3 separate regions of the Sus scrofa genome follow, and all the other regions are linked to region 2. A link is a contact called in public HiChIP or PLAC-seq data. All regions are on one chromosome and are shown on one strand. The core of a region is the stretch at or near the end of the contact, and the rest is flanking DNA. Distances in the headings are between cores, read along the strand shown.

What was found. HiChIP or PLAC-seq counts read pairs in DNA pulled down with a chosen protein or histone mark.
Region 1: an H3K27ac HiChIP or PLAC-seq map of alveolar macrophages shows a contact between it and region 2. The contact joins two enhancer-like sites. A contact is called at or near these places in 1 of 47 Hi-C or Micro-C datasets (embryonic fibroblasts) and 2 of 2 datasets of contacts at active chromatin or transcription factors (alveolar macrophages and skeletal muscle).
Region 3: an H3K27ac HiChIP or PLAC-seq map of alveolar macrophages shows a contact between it and region 2. The contact joins two enhancer-like sites. A contact is called at or near these places in 2 of 2 datasets of contacts at active chromatin or transcription factors (alveolar macrophages and skeletal muscle).

The regions. Positions count from the first base shown.
Region 1 is chr15:8,057,656-8,060,804 of Sscrofa11.1, reverse strand. The region is part of intron 12 of GTDC1 (glycosyltransferase-like domain-containing protein 1); the gene reads right to left. Among named protein-coding and RNA genes, the nearest start is that of GTDC1, 330 kb to the right of the region's middle. Within about 2 kb of position 1,779, at least 62 of the 83 cell types and tissues checked have an H3K27ac peak or open chromatin away from gene starts, as enhancers often do. A contact at or near this core is called in alveolar macrophages, where this site is marked.
Region 2 is chr15:7,812,578-7,815,958 of Sscrofa11.1, reverse strand. The region is part of intron 5 of GTDC1 (glycosyltransferase-like domain-containing protein 1); the gene reads right to left. Among named protein-coding and RNA genes, the nearest start is that of GTDC1, 85 kb to the right of the region's middle. Within about 2 kb of position 1,253, at least 5 of the 83 cell types and tissues checked have an H3K27ac peak or open chromatin away from gene starts, as enhancers often do. A contact at or near this core is called in alveolar macrophages, where this site is marked.
Region 3 is chr15:7,642,595-7,645,821 of Sscrofa11.1, reverse strand. No RefSeq gene overlaps it. Among named protein-coding and RNA genes, the nearest start is that of GTDC1, 85 kb to the left of the region's middle. Within about 2 kb of position 1,606, at least 9 of the 83 cell types and tissues checked have an H3K27ac peak or open chromatin away from gene starts, as enhancers often do. A contact at or near this core is called in alveolar macrophages, where this site is marked.

The sequences.
Region 1 (3,149 bases), core at 530-3,029, 240 kb before region 2:
TACCTACAATGGCATTGGCCTTTTTAAGGGAAGAAATAATGCACTGAGGAACAAATGGTAGCTCAGATGGGACTAATCCTTTGTATTCCAAAGGCTCATTGAACACCTCTCTGTAAACAGCGGATATTTATACCGTAATTGGCTATTTGACCATCACTGTTCATTTACTATGTAACTGTTATTATGGAGTTAAAAGAAGTTTCCTTCATTGGCTCATCAGCTTTCATAGTAGTGAAAGTGTACTCGCAGTTTTAAAAACACTTTCACAAACAGAAATCAGTTGATACTTGTACTCAGAAGCAGAGCTATTATCATTATATTAATAAGTATATCCTTTTTTCTTTGGAGGGTATTATTGCCAAAAAGAAAAGGAAATATATCAGATCTTAATATCCTTTCCTGAAATTCCTTTCTAAAATTACAGCTTTAACCCTTTGGCCACATTTTTGGAAGGGGGACCCATTTGCTGAGTTGACGGACAAAATAGCAGGCACTGGGTTTTCAAATACTATTCTCAGATTTGCAAAGTTGTGCTGTGATGAATAAATAATGAATCAGATATTTCAATCTGTTATATGATTTTTGAAAGCCCTGATTATCATTGTTTACAGTCTCTTTTCAATGCACTAGCCAAGGGTTCTTGTCCTGCCTTCCAAGGGCAGCTGACATGGGCCATACTCCCCTACCTACGTTTACTTCCTGAGAGCTCTTCTCACATTTTAAACTATCAACCAACCTGTATCTTCAACTCTACAATTTGAGGACAATTCCCAACCAGAGGAGATAAAATCTTGAGCAACAGATGACCAGCAATGGTCACCACCACTCCAGGCTAAGGTTTCTTATGTTTGATCACTGAAGACACCGTTTAGCGATGGGTGGGAGAGAGGAAAGCATGCTACACCTAGATGGGCAGAAACACAAAAGGCGCTGGTGAAATCCAGAACAAGGGGCATTTTTCTCATTCACAGACAATTTTAAATGTGTACACGCAAATAAATACCTGATGATAAATAGTAACACGGGAAAGGAGGAGGACGCTTTAAAAAATATCGAATCCTCAATATGCTATTAAACGTTTCCCCAAGTTTTTTGGAAATCAGTGTGATAGAACTAAATTTTCTCCCACCCAAACACCGCTTAACTCATCTGTCCCTCACCCCCTTCTGCCTCGGAAATAACGAAATAACCAATTGGAGATCAGGAGAAACAGTTTTCACTCCAAAGCACAGGTAAGAAGTGAAAAGGAAAGCGTCCTAGGACTAGCGGGTGGGACTGAAATAACAGGGCTGAGTAAGCAGTCATAGGGGAGTATTTTAAAATTAATAGTCAGAATCCCTACGGGGGTGGGGGGCGTCCCCGTGCCCAACCCCACTCCATTCTCCGTTTTGGCTTAAATTTTTTTTTTTTTTTTAAAGGACAGGAGGAGGGAAATTACTTTTTTGGTTTTGCTTAGTGCATCTTCATTGGATTCTCTCACGGAGCACTGAGCCTGTCGGACTCAAAACCAAGTTCAATAAAACACTTAAGAAGAATAGAGAAGAATTCTGCCCGCCGGGGCAGCGCCGCCTTCTCGGAGGTGCGGAGGGGGACCAGTTAAGCCTGGCACCAAGGAGCCGGGGAAGCACTGGGCCTCCCGCCACGTGTGCGTGTGTCAGCATGTGAGTGTCTGTGCGCGCGTGCGGGGTGCGTGTCCGTGAGGGTGCGTGACAGTGTGCGCGTGTCGGGCTGTGCGCGCGCTGGCGTGCGCGTGCAGGCGAGGCTCTGCCCGGGAGTCCGCGCGAGTGTGAGCGGGAGCGCGGCGGTGGCGCGGAGCTGTCTTGGCCCTGCGGCCTCGTGGTTCCTCCAGCTCAGCGCCGCAGAAGTGGTTAGGTCTCGACTTTGTGACCTCGACGTCCCCCCTCCGTCCCTTTTTTTTGCGCCGGAAGAGGTGTAGAACTACCTCCAGGCGCTTTGGACGGGACCGAGCAGGGCATCGAGGGCTAGCGCCGCCGCGGACGGGAGCTGGGGCACATCGGCCCCGGGGAGAAGACGCGCGGTGAGCGCCCGCAAGCCCCGGAACCGCTCTCAGACTCTCCGGCTCTCGCAGGCTCCGGCACCTCTAACCCGACGCTGGGCGCAGGCTCGTCGGAGGCTCGGGGCGAGTGGGTCGGGTTCCCGGGCGCGCGCTTTCGGGTAGGCGAGCGCTCCTTCCGTCCGGGCCCGAGCACCTCGCTACCGACCCCTCCCTGCGGCCCAGCCGGGCCACCGGAGTCCCCAGCTTGCGGCTCGGGGCCAGACCCGACCAAGGGCGGAAGACCCGAGAGGCAGGGAGGGAAGACCAAAGAGGTAGCCAGCCCCGAACAAGGAATCCTTAATTACAGATTAAAGGCAAGCAAAACCGTACACCACATTTTCCACGTGTCAGCTGATGGCAGGGACAAAAGGGAGCACAGAATGTTGGGGGTGAGGGGAAGGTACCTTCTCTTTTTTTTTTTTTTTTTTTTTTTAAACCCACCTCTCCCTCTTTATCATCGGTGCGAATGTAAAATACATTAGGTAGTGACTTTGGGTAGGTGGTGCCTGGGGCCAAATCGCAGCTGCTCGCTCCTCGTGTAGGAGGACAGTTTGCTGACGCGCCCAGAGGTCTGGGGAACCTCTTGGAAAAAAAAAAAAAAAAAAAAGTGCTATATATACTCCGAGTACATTTTGCTTCCTAAAACCTCATTACTTACACATTTTTAAGTTTTAATATTTAGTGCTTAAAGTGTAGCAATTCATTATCTTCAGTGAAATACTATAGGGCGCGCGTGCGCACGTACACACGCACTTGCATATTTTGTTTTGCAATTTGCAATTTTGTAGATTACTTTTTCCCCCGCCCGGCCTGCTATTACAAAAATCTAGGAGAAAAGCCAAGCCGATTGAAAACCAGGGAACATAGCTGCCAGCACCAGAGACCACCAGGTACCCTATGCCTCTGGGCTCTAGAGGAAAAAGGAGAGATGTATGCATTGATGCCTTTACTCTTAATTCATTATGATCACAAAACAATCTCTACCGTGTGCCTGGGATTTAATACACCAGTTCAACTCCATGACGTCTTAAATTCTTCACCGAGGGTAGAGAATTGTTCAGAAGCCAAAGCTCACTCTGTGACCAATACCAAC
Region 2 (3,381 bases), core at 4-2,503:
ACAGTAATTTCCTCAATTAAGTACCTATAGCTTCGAAGCTCCCCTTTAGAATATTTTAAAACTGCTGTTGGGGACACATGATAGACACTGATTAACTGGTATGATATAATCAAGTGAACTGGTACTAAACTATAGAGTAGCATCCACAGCTAGTTATTAGGTACATTTTTATGACATATACATTATATAGGAAAAGAGAGTATCCTTCAATTGTCTCTATTCAAGAATGGAAACTTTTGAGACTATTATTAATTAATGGTTAACAGAATTACTGCTGGTTTTTCTTGCAGGTATTATGATAGCATATCTGAGTACAAGACGTCTAAGAAAATTAAAGTGATGATATTACTGAGATGCTTTTTAATACCTCTGTCATTATATAGTTTCAGTCTATATTATTTTTGCCGAATATTGATAAAACATTTCATGCACAATTTACAGGTTGGGTTTCAGGTGAGCAGAATAAACACTATTTTAAGCAGAAGATATACTTTTAAACCAACTTTTAAAATTTCACTGGATCATTCAACATTTGCTTGAAATCCTTACAAGATATTCATCTATTTGTGGCATCATATAGGTCTGTCTCCCCATCTGTCTATGTTTTTCATGAAGACTAGTATCTGGTACAAGGTTTTTTTTTTTTTTTTTTTTTTTTTTCCTCCCTTCCCCACTTTAGTAGCTATTCATTGGCCCACTACTATGCCATTTCTGTCATAGTTGTCCGACAGCATTTATCGATCATCTTTTTAATAAAATATAAGCTTTCTTTCACAGGACAAGGGGACAAGTAATCAATATAATCAATTTAATTTTGGCTAAATTTAACTCTGTATGGTTAGAAATTAATGTCATCAAAATGTATTATTGTCACAATAAATAATTACATTGGCATCATGATGTTCACTAAAATATAAAACACTGAATTTTCTAAGACTAACATATATATGGTTATTTACCACAGCACTTCGGCCGTATCTTCCTAAAAGTAACCTTCTTATATTCCATGGCCAGATTTGCTAAGAAATTCACATCTTGCATGTATGGACATCTTGAGCAATCCTTTTTAACAGGAAATCTTGACAACACCCCTTCCCCTCCCAACTCCACTTGGTAGTCTGACTCCAGCACAAGCTCATCTGGTTCGACTAAAATCATTGCATTATTTGGCAGTGGTTTCTTCATACGTGGCGCTTGGAGCTCATTGAAGCTCAAACAGTACAGGAAATGCAAATCATGCAAACCACCCTCATGATGGCGACGTACAGTGGCGTGATTGAGCGGCACTACGCACGACTCGTGGGCTGACCACATGAAAGGAGCCATTTACAGACCAGATGAGCAAAAGCTGGGATAAGTTAGAGAGTATGTGTGAGCTTCAAAGCTGGCAGACTAGCATCCTTATTTAAAATAGAAGGGTTTTTTATTATTATTTTTTATTAATAACACCTGCCTGAGCTCTTTACATTGAAGGAAGTTTACAGAGGTAGAGGGGGGTATCCTGTATATATGTGGTCCAAACTTTCTTTTTTAAATCCCAGGTATGGCAGAAGAGTGGAGTACTTTCCATCAATTTTTCACAAGATTTTCTACAGTTGTTAACAGTTATTGGAAATGTTTTCTTTCAGTGAACTTAAAAAAAAAAAAAAAGATAATCTTGCAATGTTGCAGTGCCCTACATTATTTGCTCATAATTCCTAGTGTCAGTTTAATTGCCACATGTTAATAAAATTAGTTCCTCCAACAAAAAATAGGGAGCTATAATTCTCAGGAATTCTTCAACAAAAGCCTTAGGAGCAATACAGAATTTGCCATTAAGAGAATATTTGAACAAGGCTAATACAGTAACTAGAACAGAAAAATGACTATAGGAAGTTTTTCTTTTCTTTTTTGGAACTGATGGTTTTCTAGATGTTTCTGATTTACCACAAAATAAAGAAAATGTGATTATTAAGAAAATAAATGTGATAACAAAATAATTTTTTAAAATTTAAATTTCATGTGTTTGTTTAGCATTTGAAATTATTTTCCAAAGCCTTTAAGTAGGCTATTTCATTTGCACACAGACTTAAAAGCATCAAGAATTCCATTAAAGCACTGGCTCCCTTAACCCCTTAAACCTATAGCTAGAAACTTAAAGAAGTGTATGAGGAAGTTAGAAGTTTAAATAAAGTGGGTAAAAGGCTAATGCTTCTGGTCTAGGAATCAGAAAACCTAAGCATAAATAGCCATATGATACTGAACTAATCACTCTCTGAAACTCAACCTTCTCATGTTTAAGAAAGATGTTATCACCACCTTTCTTGATCGCTACTGAGTTTCAATTGAAAGATGAGGTAATGTAGGATGAGAGAAAATTGTACAGTGTTAAATACACATAAAGAAATGCTGTACAATGTATGAGGCATAACATTGTACCAGACATTATGTCAGGCTCCTTACATACCTTATCTCATTTGGTTTAATTTCATGTTCACAATATCACTGCTTTATAATAATAATAATAATAATAACAATTATCATTATTATCTGCAACTGTGGCATGAGGAAGTTCCTGGGCCAGGGGTCAAACCCACGCCACAGCAGCAATCCAAGTCACTGAAGCGACAACACCAGATCCTTAACCCACTTCACCACAAAAGAACTCCATTGCATTATTATCTGTTGCATTTTAAGAGACAAGAAAATTGAGCCTCACACAAGCTAAGCAATTTCCCCAAATCTTATGGCTAATAAATGGCAACATTTGGATAAATGTATTAGGCCACACATGCATCTGTACTGTTAACGTTTCACAGTCATCCACTGGGGGTCTACATAACTCTTGATGAGTTGGTATTTTAAAAAGAAATCCAAAGCTGACATCCTACACAGTTGAATTAAGTAGAATTTCTCCAACTTTTTCATCAGACACACAAGTGGAAACTTGGTATTTTGAATTGTCCCATGCTATTCCATCCTGTCTACTTTTTTTTATTATTTTTTATTATAGTTGAGTTACAATGTTCTGTCAACTTCTGCAGTACAGCAAAGTGACCCAGTTATACATATATACATTCTTTTTCTCATATTATCTTCCACGAGTGATTAGATATAGTTCCCTGTGCTACACACAGCAAGACCTCATTGCTTATCCACTCCAAATGCAATAGTTTGCATCTACTAACCCCGAATTTCCAGTCCATCCCACTCCCTCACCCTTGGCAACCACAAGTCTGTTCTCTATGTCCATGAGTTTGTTTCTGGTCTGTAGATAGGTTTGTGCCACATATTAGGTTCCACATATAAGTGATATCATATGGTATTTGTCTTTCTCTTTCTGATTTACTTCACTTAGTATGAGAGTCTCTAGTTCCATCCATGTTGCTGCAAAAGGCATTA
Region 3 (3,227 bases), core at 357-2,856, 170 kb after region 2:
TCAGGTCTTGAGTGCTCTTACTACTCAAATATTTGTTTCAACCATAGGTATTGCTTTTATTCTTTCAATGTAAGAGAATTCTTTAGGGTATGGATTCCTAAATCCCCAGAATATTTCCTGTCAGATTCATTTTTCAATTTGAGAACACAGAACTTTTAGTTTAATGGTAGTCTTTCAAGGTCCTGTGATGCTGTTGGTTTATTAAGCACAACACATATGAAGCCTGGTTTTCTCAAAAGCTTATTTCCTAGGGCTTTCCATACCATGTAAAGGAAATCCAATCATACCTTTTTCTAGTTGAAGTTTTCAGATGCAAAAGAATAATAACGCCCTGACAAAATAAGGTAGTTGGTTCAATTTTAGTCCATACTGAAGAATGAGAAGAGGAAGAAATAGAGAAGGAGGAGAAGGAGGGGGAGAGGGTGGAGGTAGAGGAGGAGGGAGAGAGAGAAAAAAGGAGGAATAAAGGGGGGAGGGGAGAAAGGAGAGGGTAAGGGAAAGTGTTGAGTGGGGAGGAGAAGAGAAGGAAAGAGAAGTCAATGACAATGTGATGCTTTATCTTGGACTTTGGACAGTGTGGGAGACATCTGGATATGGTAATGTCATTTTCACTGGTAGCCATTATTTAAAATTATTCAGTATCCACATCCTATGATTCAGCATTCTGGAACACTACCACACCTACAGAGACTCAGGGGGTTTGAACCAATAATAGAGAATGTTAAACTTTACAAAGGTTAAGCCAAAATGACAAAATAACACAAGAAACAAAAACAATATCCCCAAATCTAAAATACCGAAAACATCTACTCTTTAAATTAAACAAAGTATAACAATTTTTAAATAAAATGAATTTAAAGCATTAACTTGATGATTTGCAAGGATTCTTGCATTGTGTGGTATCATTATGTTGTACTACTATAATGATCAAATCCACGGATTCATTACAATAATATCAAATAGTCCTAATCCTAGCAGTTTTTAAAACCACAGATGGCATAAATATCCATATGCACAATGCAGTTGGAATTGGTGATAAATTAATTTTCCCCCATTTATGGCAATAGACCTGTTATGTGTGTGCCCGAGGAGCTACAATTAAGAATGAGGGGAAACACTGCTTAATGAAGTTGGGATTAAGCAGTTAAAAAGAATTTTTAGGCTCAAAACTGTTAGAGAGCTGACCTGTTTATAGGAAATGGGTCTGCTAGAATTAGAAGTGGAAAATAAGGAGATGATAATGAAATACAGTTTAACCAGTAAAGGGCGGCGAACATACGTATCACACCACACCATACAAATATGCTGCCAGTTTAGATATACAGTGTGGTTCCTTTTGTCAAGCTATTCTATTTCCTGTTAGGAAGGCTAACTCTAAAATATGGTTTTCAGGAAGGAGGAATAGAAAAAGAGCTTCATTAAAATGCTTATTTCCTCAAATTTCTCTCAGTGTTTGTCATACTGAGATGATATCCTTATAAGTCACCGATTTATTCATAACTTAGAGGAAATAGGTTTCGGTCTTGACTGCTTACTAATGGTCAAGCATCCACATCTGGAAGTCACTAGATGGTGTTGTTTTGGGTGAAAGGTCAGACTCTAAGTGGGAGATGACCCATCAATCAGGTGCTTGCATCACTTTCCCGGTTACGTTCCAGCCATATTTATCCATAGTGGGCAGAAGGCAATTTGAAGTGACTTTCTCTCCCCTTCCCCCGATAAGGCAAGGAGGTTGTTCACCAGCAACAAAGCTCATGCCCAAATACTGCTACCTTGTGGAGTTCTTCATTAGCAACTGTGAAAAATAGGTAATTAGTACTGAGGAGAGTAGACATAATTTAATCTATTACAGTGTGGATTTCTTGTTTTCTGGTTCAAATATGAAGTCCAACTTGGTCCCATAGAAGGAGTTTATTATAGCTGAACCCTTGAGGAAAATGGTTCCTACAGCAGCTCTTCACACTCCCGTACCTTCCAGCATTATCTTCTCTTCTCAACTTGTTAAACTCCTATAGGCTCTTCAATGCCAAATTCAAACAGCCTCTTTTCTCTGAAGCCTTTCCTAGCTCCCCTGGGCAGAGGTCTCACAGGAGGATCAGAACACCTGCCTCTCTGTTGCCCCTGTAACAATCTGTTTGCACATGAGCTTCCATATTTATTATTTCACATCTATTCCTGCTGTCTAACACAACGACTGGTGTTGACTGGCAATCAGTAAACACTTACAAATGACCTGTTTGAAAAGAATTTGGACATGCGTCCTTCCATCCAAGAACATTGTAAAAACCAAGTATACTTCAATAAAATAAAATTTTTAAAAATACTTTAACAAACCCTGATCTTAATAAGCCAAAAAAGAGAGAATATATCAAGGCATTCCACCTATTTAGACTATTTAGAGGAGCAGAAAGTAACTAAACAGGATGGCAAGAGTTAACATCATTCTAATTCATTTTAAGTAACATCATTTTAGCATGCTACCTATCTATTTACCTATCAATCTGTCAAGTCTTTTCATGTTTACAGTAGGAATGGCCTTCAGGTTGCCATCTACATATATTTTTCAAGCCCGTCTTCATGGAAATGTTTGTTTACATGGGCTTAAGAAATACGTGGTGTTGTTTTCACAGAGACTTAAGAAATACTTGGCTGAACAATGTAACAGAAAAAAAAAAAAAAGACTTAAGGAACAAAAAGTACCAAAGAAAACTTAGTATTCATCAGAATTAAAATTAGCCAAAGGAAAACAATAATCATAAGCTATAAACCTTTTCCTGCTATGTGGATCATCAGTTTTCATCTCCAGCAGCTTCCCCTCCTGAGTCTCTGTCAAGTTACGAAAGAAGTTCCCCGTATGGGCCGATTCATCTGATAGACAAGGCTATCTCTTGATTTAAAAGTCTCTGTGTATAATATGCAAAAGGGCTAACGAGAAGGTTCGAATTGTGAGCAGAGCCTTGTTACAAAGGTTTACCCTTGTGACTACTTCATTATCACCCTGGATTATCTGCTCAGAGCAGCGGAGACACTGCCTATCTAGAATCACACAGAACAGCCTCCTCAGTTCTCATGCTCTGAGGCCTCTCATTGGACTGATAATTGTCAAGCATTCCTTCCTCTTTCAGTAACCCTAGGATCACGCCCACCAGGAAACAAAGGGTCCCTTTGAGGATGAATCTTGAGACAATCCCAGCCCCCTAAAAATTACATGCTGGGAAATATCTAAG